2 separate regions of the Ovis aries genome follow, and region 1 is linked to region 2. Evidence: chromatin contacts called from public Hi-C data. All regions are on one chromosome and are shown on one strand. Each heading gives the region's core, a stretch centred on a gene start, on an enhancer-like site or on the middle of the called end of the contact. The rest is flanking DNA. Distances are from core to core; before and after follow the strand shown. Region 1 overlaps SRGAP3 (SLIT-ROBO Rho GTPase activating protein 3). Region 2 overlaps LOC105603417 (a long non-coding RNA gene).

Evidence for each region. A called contact is a pair of places that touch in the nucleus more often than the background predicts.
Region 1: a Hi-C map of hypothalamus shows a contact between it and region 2, with 4 times the contacts expected there. The contact joins two enhancer-like sites. A contact is called at or near these places in 3 of 16 Hi-C or Micro-C datasets (hypothalamus, muscle and tail adipose tissue).

The regions. Positions count from the first base shown.
Region 1 is chr19:17,470,312-17,473,297 of ARS-UI_Ramb_v3.0, forward strand. All of the region lies in intron 4 of SRGAP3 (SLIT-ROBO Rho GTPase activating protein 3), which reads left to right. Among named protein-coding and RNA genes, the nearest start is that of RAD18, 87 kb to the right of the region's middle. Within about 2 kb of position 1,675, at least 8 of the 54 cell types and tissues checked have an H3K27ac peak or open chromatin away from gene starts, as enhancers often do. A contact at or near this core is called in hypothalamus, where this site is marked.
Region 2 is chr19:17,253,297-17,256,350 of ARS-UI_Ramb_v3.0, forward strand. It overlaps LOC105603417 (a long non-coding RNA gene), which reads right to left. Exons shown (of 5, transcript XR_001022532.4): 3 at 2,664-3,054; 4 at 1,788-1,906. Among named protein-coding and RNA genes, the nearest start is that of THUMPD3, 38 kb to the left of the region's middle. Within about 2 kb of position 1,690, at least 8 of the 54 cell types and tissues checked have an H3K27ac peak or open chromatin away from gene starts, as enhancers often do. A contact at or near this core is called in hypothalamus, where this site is marked.

The DNA of each region.
Region 1 (2,986 bases), core at 425-2,924, 220 kb after region 2:
CCGCAAACAGCTGGACATGATTGAGCGCCGAGCACACGCACACGCACACGCACACGCGCACGCGCGCGCACACACACACACACACACACTCATATATATTTATTTTGGAAATGACACTTCACATTGGTGAATGAAAACAAACTGGCGTAACAGAAGGTTTCCATTAGCTAAATGGAGAAAAAACAATGTTAATTCTTTTTAAAAAACTTATTTTATATTGTAGTATAGTGATCAGCAAATGTTGAGATAGTTTCAGATGAACAACAAAGGGACTCAACCATACCTAAACATGTATCCATTCTTCCCCAAACTCCCCTCCCATCCAGGCTGCCACATAACACTGAGCAGAGTTCCTTGTGCTATTCAGTAGGTCCTCGTTGGTTATCCATCTTAAATATAGCAGTGTGTACATGTCCATCCGCCTCCAAGGCAGGCATTAGATATGAGAGTGCCGAGCTAAGTTTTTCCCCCTAATATAATCAGAAGGATTCCAAGAGAACTAAAAAGAGTTAATAACATATCTGTAACACCTGAAATCACTTCTCTAACACAAGTAAGTGGTTCCCATTGCACACTTTGGGAAACCCTGATGCAGTGCAAGTTAGCTGGGCCTTGGTCCTCGATTCCACATCTGCAGGATGAAGGCAGAAAGCTAGAGGAACTCTGAGGATACTCTCAGGCTTGTCTCTTCATGCCGCCCTGGGAGGGAGACCAGGGCACGGCTCTGATTCAGGGCAGGGCAGGCCCTGCCAGACTGTCACAGCCTGTTGGCCAGGCATGTGCCCAGTGCCGTCTAGGGCTGGCAGTGGTCCTTATAAGAATGAGGGCAATAATGTTTCCCTCTAGACAACCTCCCCACCCCTCTCAGCTCTCCCATGGAGACATTCCTTCACACAGCTGACGTTTACTGATGATTTGTGTGTCCAGAGGATGGGTCATGGCGAAGCCCCGTGACAGGTGTCAGCAGGGATATGGACACAGCATGAGCGGAGAAGAGATGGATTGGAGCTGAATGACAGTGGAGTTTCCTGGGTGGAGAGGGAGGCACAGAAAGAAGCAGGAAGCCAGGACATGAGATGAGTGGCCCCTGTTGAACCAGTCAGTGTGAGTCAGACACTAAGTCTGCCCAGGAGGGGCCAGGGTTGAGCTGGGTGGTGGGAAACCTAGTGGGGAAGGAAGGCGGCCTTTTGGGACTCATTCAGGAGCAAGAGAGAAAGCCAGGACAGCCTGGCACGTAGAAGTGGCACCGTACTGAGTCTCGGAGGCTGACCCACTGATTGCATTGTCTTTCTCCCCAGCAGAGTGTGTAATCTAAAGGCAGAGACCCTATCTGTCTTCCACACGGTAGAATTTGCAGCACCTGGTATATAGTGCCTGCACATAATAAATTGTTCAATAAATACTTAATGACTGAAATTGTAGCTGCCCCCCACCCCACCAGTATCCTCACCGGAGCAAAGGCAGAACGACATCGCCTCCATTTTGTCTTATTCCCTCTCTCCCTTTTTCTTCTTTTCTTTCTCTCCCCCTCCCTTCCTTCTTTCCTTCCTTCCACCATCCCCTCCCTCATTTGGTGGTGTTTTTCTCTACAGGAGGCTTCTCTCCTGTGGAGATAAAGTTGGCCCACGTCCACCACCCCCATCCCCACCCCCGCAGGCTCACATCCTATCAGCTCAGCGCCTCCTAGTGGACAGCAAACACTGCCTTCCCCTGTCTCCAGCAGAGCCCCAGGGCTGTTTCTAACTGGCCAGGCTGGGGGGGGGGGGGGGGGGGTCCCATTGCTGCAGCCAGATTAACATCATGTTTACTGACAGGTCAGGCCTGGGTCTCCTGCCCACATGCAAGGATTGGAGGGTAGTGTCGGTTTCTCTTGAACCACATGGGCTGAGAACGGTGGAAGGGAATTCAGGGGATTTCCTCAAAGAAAATCAGGAAGGCATTCCAGGAGGACTGGAGGATCCTCGACAGAGAGAAACAGCAGATGTCTGCTGAGGGGGAGAAGCTCGGCAGGAGAAGAAAGTGGCTCCGTTGGCTGGTTTTCAGACAAGCACCTGGTGTTCTTCTACCTATAAGCTGTTCCTCAAACCTGTTTGGCTCAGGTTTCTACTGGGCTTAATACTGACGTTGCTCCCTTTGTTTGGAACAATCCTCCCCCACTCCACACCCTGTTCACCCATCTGACAGCTGCTCTTCCTTCAAGGTTTAGTTTAGATATCACTTCTCCTCTAAGAAGCCTTCCTTTAGCAGCCCTTACTCCCCTCATCATAGCACTTCTCATATGCTGTGATAATCACTTGCATAATTGTTTGTCTCCCTACTAGAGTGTGTATTCAGTGAGACTGCCTCTGTCTTATACACTGTAGTGTTTCCTCGTATAGGTCCAAGTGCAGTACCAGGCCCATCATGAGCTGTTCAATAAATATTTAACAATTGAAGGTGTAGCTGTTGCCCTACCCCCAAAGATGATATATTCATTAGAGCAAAGGCAATAGAACTCGTCCATCCCATCCTTCCACTTACTCACCCATCTATCTAGCCATCCATCCATTCATCCACCTGCCACCCATCTATCCATCTTTGCATGCATCCTTCCACCCACCCACCTATCCACGTATCCAGCCACCACTTTATCCAGCCAGCCATCTAGCTGTCATTCATTTATTCATGCAAATATACACTGATACTTGCTGGGTACCAATCTCTGCTCTAATACAGGGATTATGATCATGGACGGTGTCCTGGCCCTTATGGACTTTGCACTCGAGTCGGGTGAGGCAGTTTATAAATGTGAAAAATGAATAAGACAGTGATTAGAAGTTCTGCGGAGAACGTAGGCAGCACAAGTGTGGTGGTCGGACTGAAGTTTGGGTACTTCTCTTTTCCTTAAGGATGTCTTTGTTATGCTCTGGCCCAGGGTCTCACTTCATTCACAACTCTTGCGTGGCCCAGGGATGGCCCTTCCTGTTGGGTGGAGGACACGTACACA
Region 2 (3,054 bases), core at 440-2,939:
ATCAGTGTAACTTCTCTGTGTTGGAGAATTATGGTCAGGGCCTGGACTAAGGAGGCACTATCCTGATCTCTGTGGGTTATTGTGAAGGAGAAGAATGTCCAAGGTGTGAAAGGAAGAAGGGTGTGTGGGCTTGGAAGAGGAGTAGGGCTTTCACTGGCAAATGTTTGTTGAGCAGCCACCATATGACACCCCCTCTGCTGGGTGCTGAGTTTATGAAGGTGATCAGGACACAGGCTGTGTTCCTCAGGGGCTCAGATACTGACTCAGAAGCCAGGGGTAGACGACGGGTCTGTTCTGTTAATAGTGTACTGGGTCCCATGATGGCGACGGACAAAGCTTGGGAGCCTATGACCATGGGTGGAACGGTTCTTGCAATTTCTCCCCTCCCAGACTGAGTGAAGCTTCTGTAGCTTCTCGGTTTTTCCATAGTGCACCATTACCCCATGGGCCCTTAAAAGGTGTCTCCCTTCCCTGCTAGATGGGACTCTGTGAGACGTGACCCCCGAACACCCTGCTCTTGCGTGCCTCCAGGGCGTGGTGCGGTGGTCTTCTGTCTCCTTGCTGTAAACAAGTATGAAACGGTGGTTGTGTGGAGTCAATGGGGTCATGTTTATCAAATGTACATCACCTTATAAATGTCATTATTGTATACTTTTCTAATTGGCCTAGTCTCTTGTGGATTGTTGTAGTGAGCTGTATAGTCTTTGAACTTTCTTACATGGTTATGTGGAGGATTAACTAAATATATATATTATTAGAACAGGGCCTACCTATCATGTCATAAACACTCAAAAAGTCTTAGGTAAATCAAGGGATATAAAATTTCAGTTATTTAAGATGAGTAAGTTCTAGATAACATAGTGACTATAGTTAACAGTGTGTTGTATATTCAAAAACCTGTTAAGAGAATAGATCTCACCACAATTACATTCTTCTTGTAAGAAAGAATTGTTCTTATTGCAATTAAATACATTCCCCCCAAATTGAAATAAAAACAAAACAAAAACCCCACGAAGGACAAAAATAAGTATAGGAAAAACAGAGGCAGTGTTATAACCTTATAATAGAGTGCCAAGAACAAATACGTAACTCCTAAAATTTATCATTCACAGTGGTTTAGAACCCATTACTATTTCAGAATAAAGTGGTGAAAAAATGTGTGTGGGGAAAAAGTGTTAGATATTATAAATATTACCATTACTGGTAGTTTTTTATGTGTCATTTTCTGATCAGAATTCGGAGAGTCAGAGAGCCGAAGCACCTTGCTAGGGACCACACAGCTACATGTGTGCCCACACTGCTACATGGGCAGAGCAGCCCAACCAAGTCCTCTCTGAGTCCCAACCCAGCGCTCTGGGACATTCTTGGAAGTATCCGCCAGGGGGCGTTCTTCACCCGAGATAGGATCCAGCCTAGACTCCACCGGCAGCCTTTTCTCACTAGGAAAACCTAGTGTTCTAGAGCTAGTAGGGAGTTTGACCACCTGTGAGCCCTTGTTTACAAGGGAGAGAAATAAAGCGCTGAGAAATTATGTCTCTGGGCCCAGAGTCACCCACAGCCACCAAATGGTGCTGGGATGTTTGCCCATTTCCGAATCTCATTTGCTTCCTGCCTTCTTGTGTCGTTCCTTGCCCACACCCCAACAGACACTCTGGACTCTGCCCTGCAGAGCTGGGAGCTTCTCTGCTGGGCATTTGCAGGGCTCTGCTGCCTAGGGGTGAAGAAGGTATTTGGTAGCAGGACAAGGGTTGAGGCAGGCTGGGGAGGCCTCCCCCTGCATTTCTTACCATTTTCTGGAGTCTTTCAGGGTGCTGTGTGCACTGCTAAGGGCAGGGATTCAGGAACTAAGCTGCCTTTGTCCAAACCCTCGTCCTCCCCTTACCAGTTCTGTGTCTCATTGTCCCATCTGTAAGACAAGGGTTATAAAATACCTGTCACACGGGGTCTTTGTGAGGTTTGAGTTAGTAAGTGCAGAGCACTTGAAATAGTTGTAAGTACGTAATTGCCATCAAAGTGTTAGTTCTCAGTATCATCTGGCATCCTACCTGGATACAGGAGTTGATGTGAGAATTCCATCATACTCCTCAGCTATTCACTGGTCTGTAGTATCCTTTCATGATAACCATCTACTTGCAGTTAGGCTGTGCAGTATGATAAACCTGTGGTTTCACTGTCTTACTTAATCCACAGAGCAACGTGGATACTATTATTGTTCCCAAATCAGGACTGAGGATTAGTCAAGACTAAGGCAGGCTCGCTTTACCAGGGTCACACAGAAAGGGATAGACTAGACTCACATTCAGGCCTGTGTGATGTGAAAGCTGAGGCTTTTTACCACTACACGGTCTGACCTCCTCTTGAAGCCAATTAGAAACAATAAAGTCAGGCCCCTGGAGTGGCCCCAGGCATCAGCTCTGCTCACTGCCTCTCTGCAGGACCTCTCTCTCTCAGAAGCAATCCTTCGGCAGGGTGAGGTTTCCTAGCACTCTTACCCTGGGAGGCAAAGAAGCAGATTTCACAGAGGTCTCCCTGCTTCCTGGCAAAGACACAGCATGTTTTGACTGACAAGGAGGCCTCTTCAGATTAGAGCTGAGTTAGCCACCCAGCCTTCAGTGGCCACCTTCCCAGCCTCCCGTTTCTTCTGCAGCTTGAAGGCCACTTACCTGGGCAGCCTTTGTGCCTGCTGAGTTCACTGAGTTCTGGGCGATCCAGGATGTAATGTGAGCTCTCAGTGACTCAGACCAGCCTATCTGGGACTTCTCCTCTCTTGGCATGTGAGAGAGCCTGCAGCATTGACATCTTTTAGCCGAGAAAGAAACAGCACGCACCAACATACAACTGCAGAATTACAGAATGTCAGTCAGGCCTAGAAGTGACCACAGGATGGAGAGAAAAGGACCCTGATTAAGGAAATCTCTTGGTCAGGATCACATTGAGCAGGAAAGAAGGTGCCTGGATTTAAGCCCTTACTTATCCTTGGTACCTTTCCTGGTACCTCCAGCTCTCAGGGATGCTGAGAAGCGGGCTGAGCTGAGGCAGGGGTGGGGATGTGCA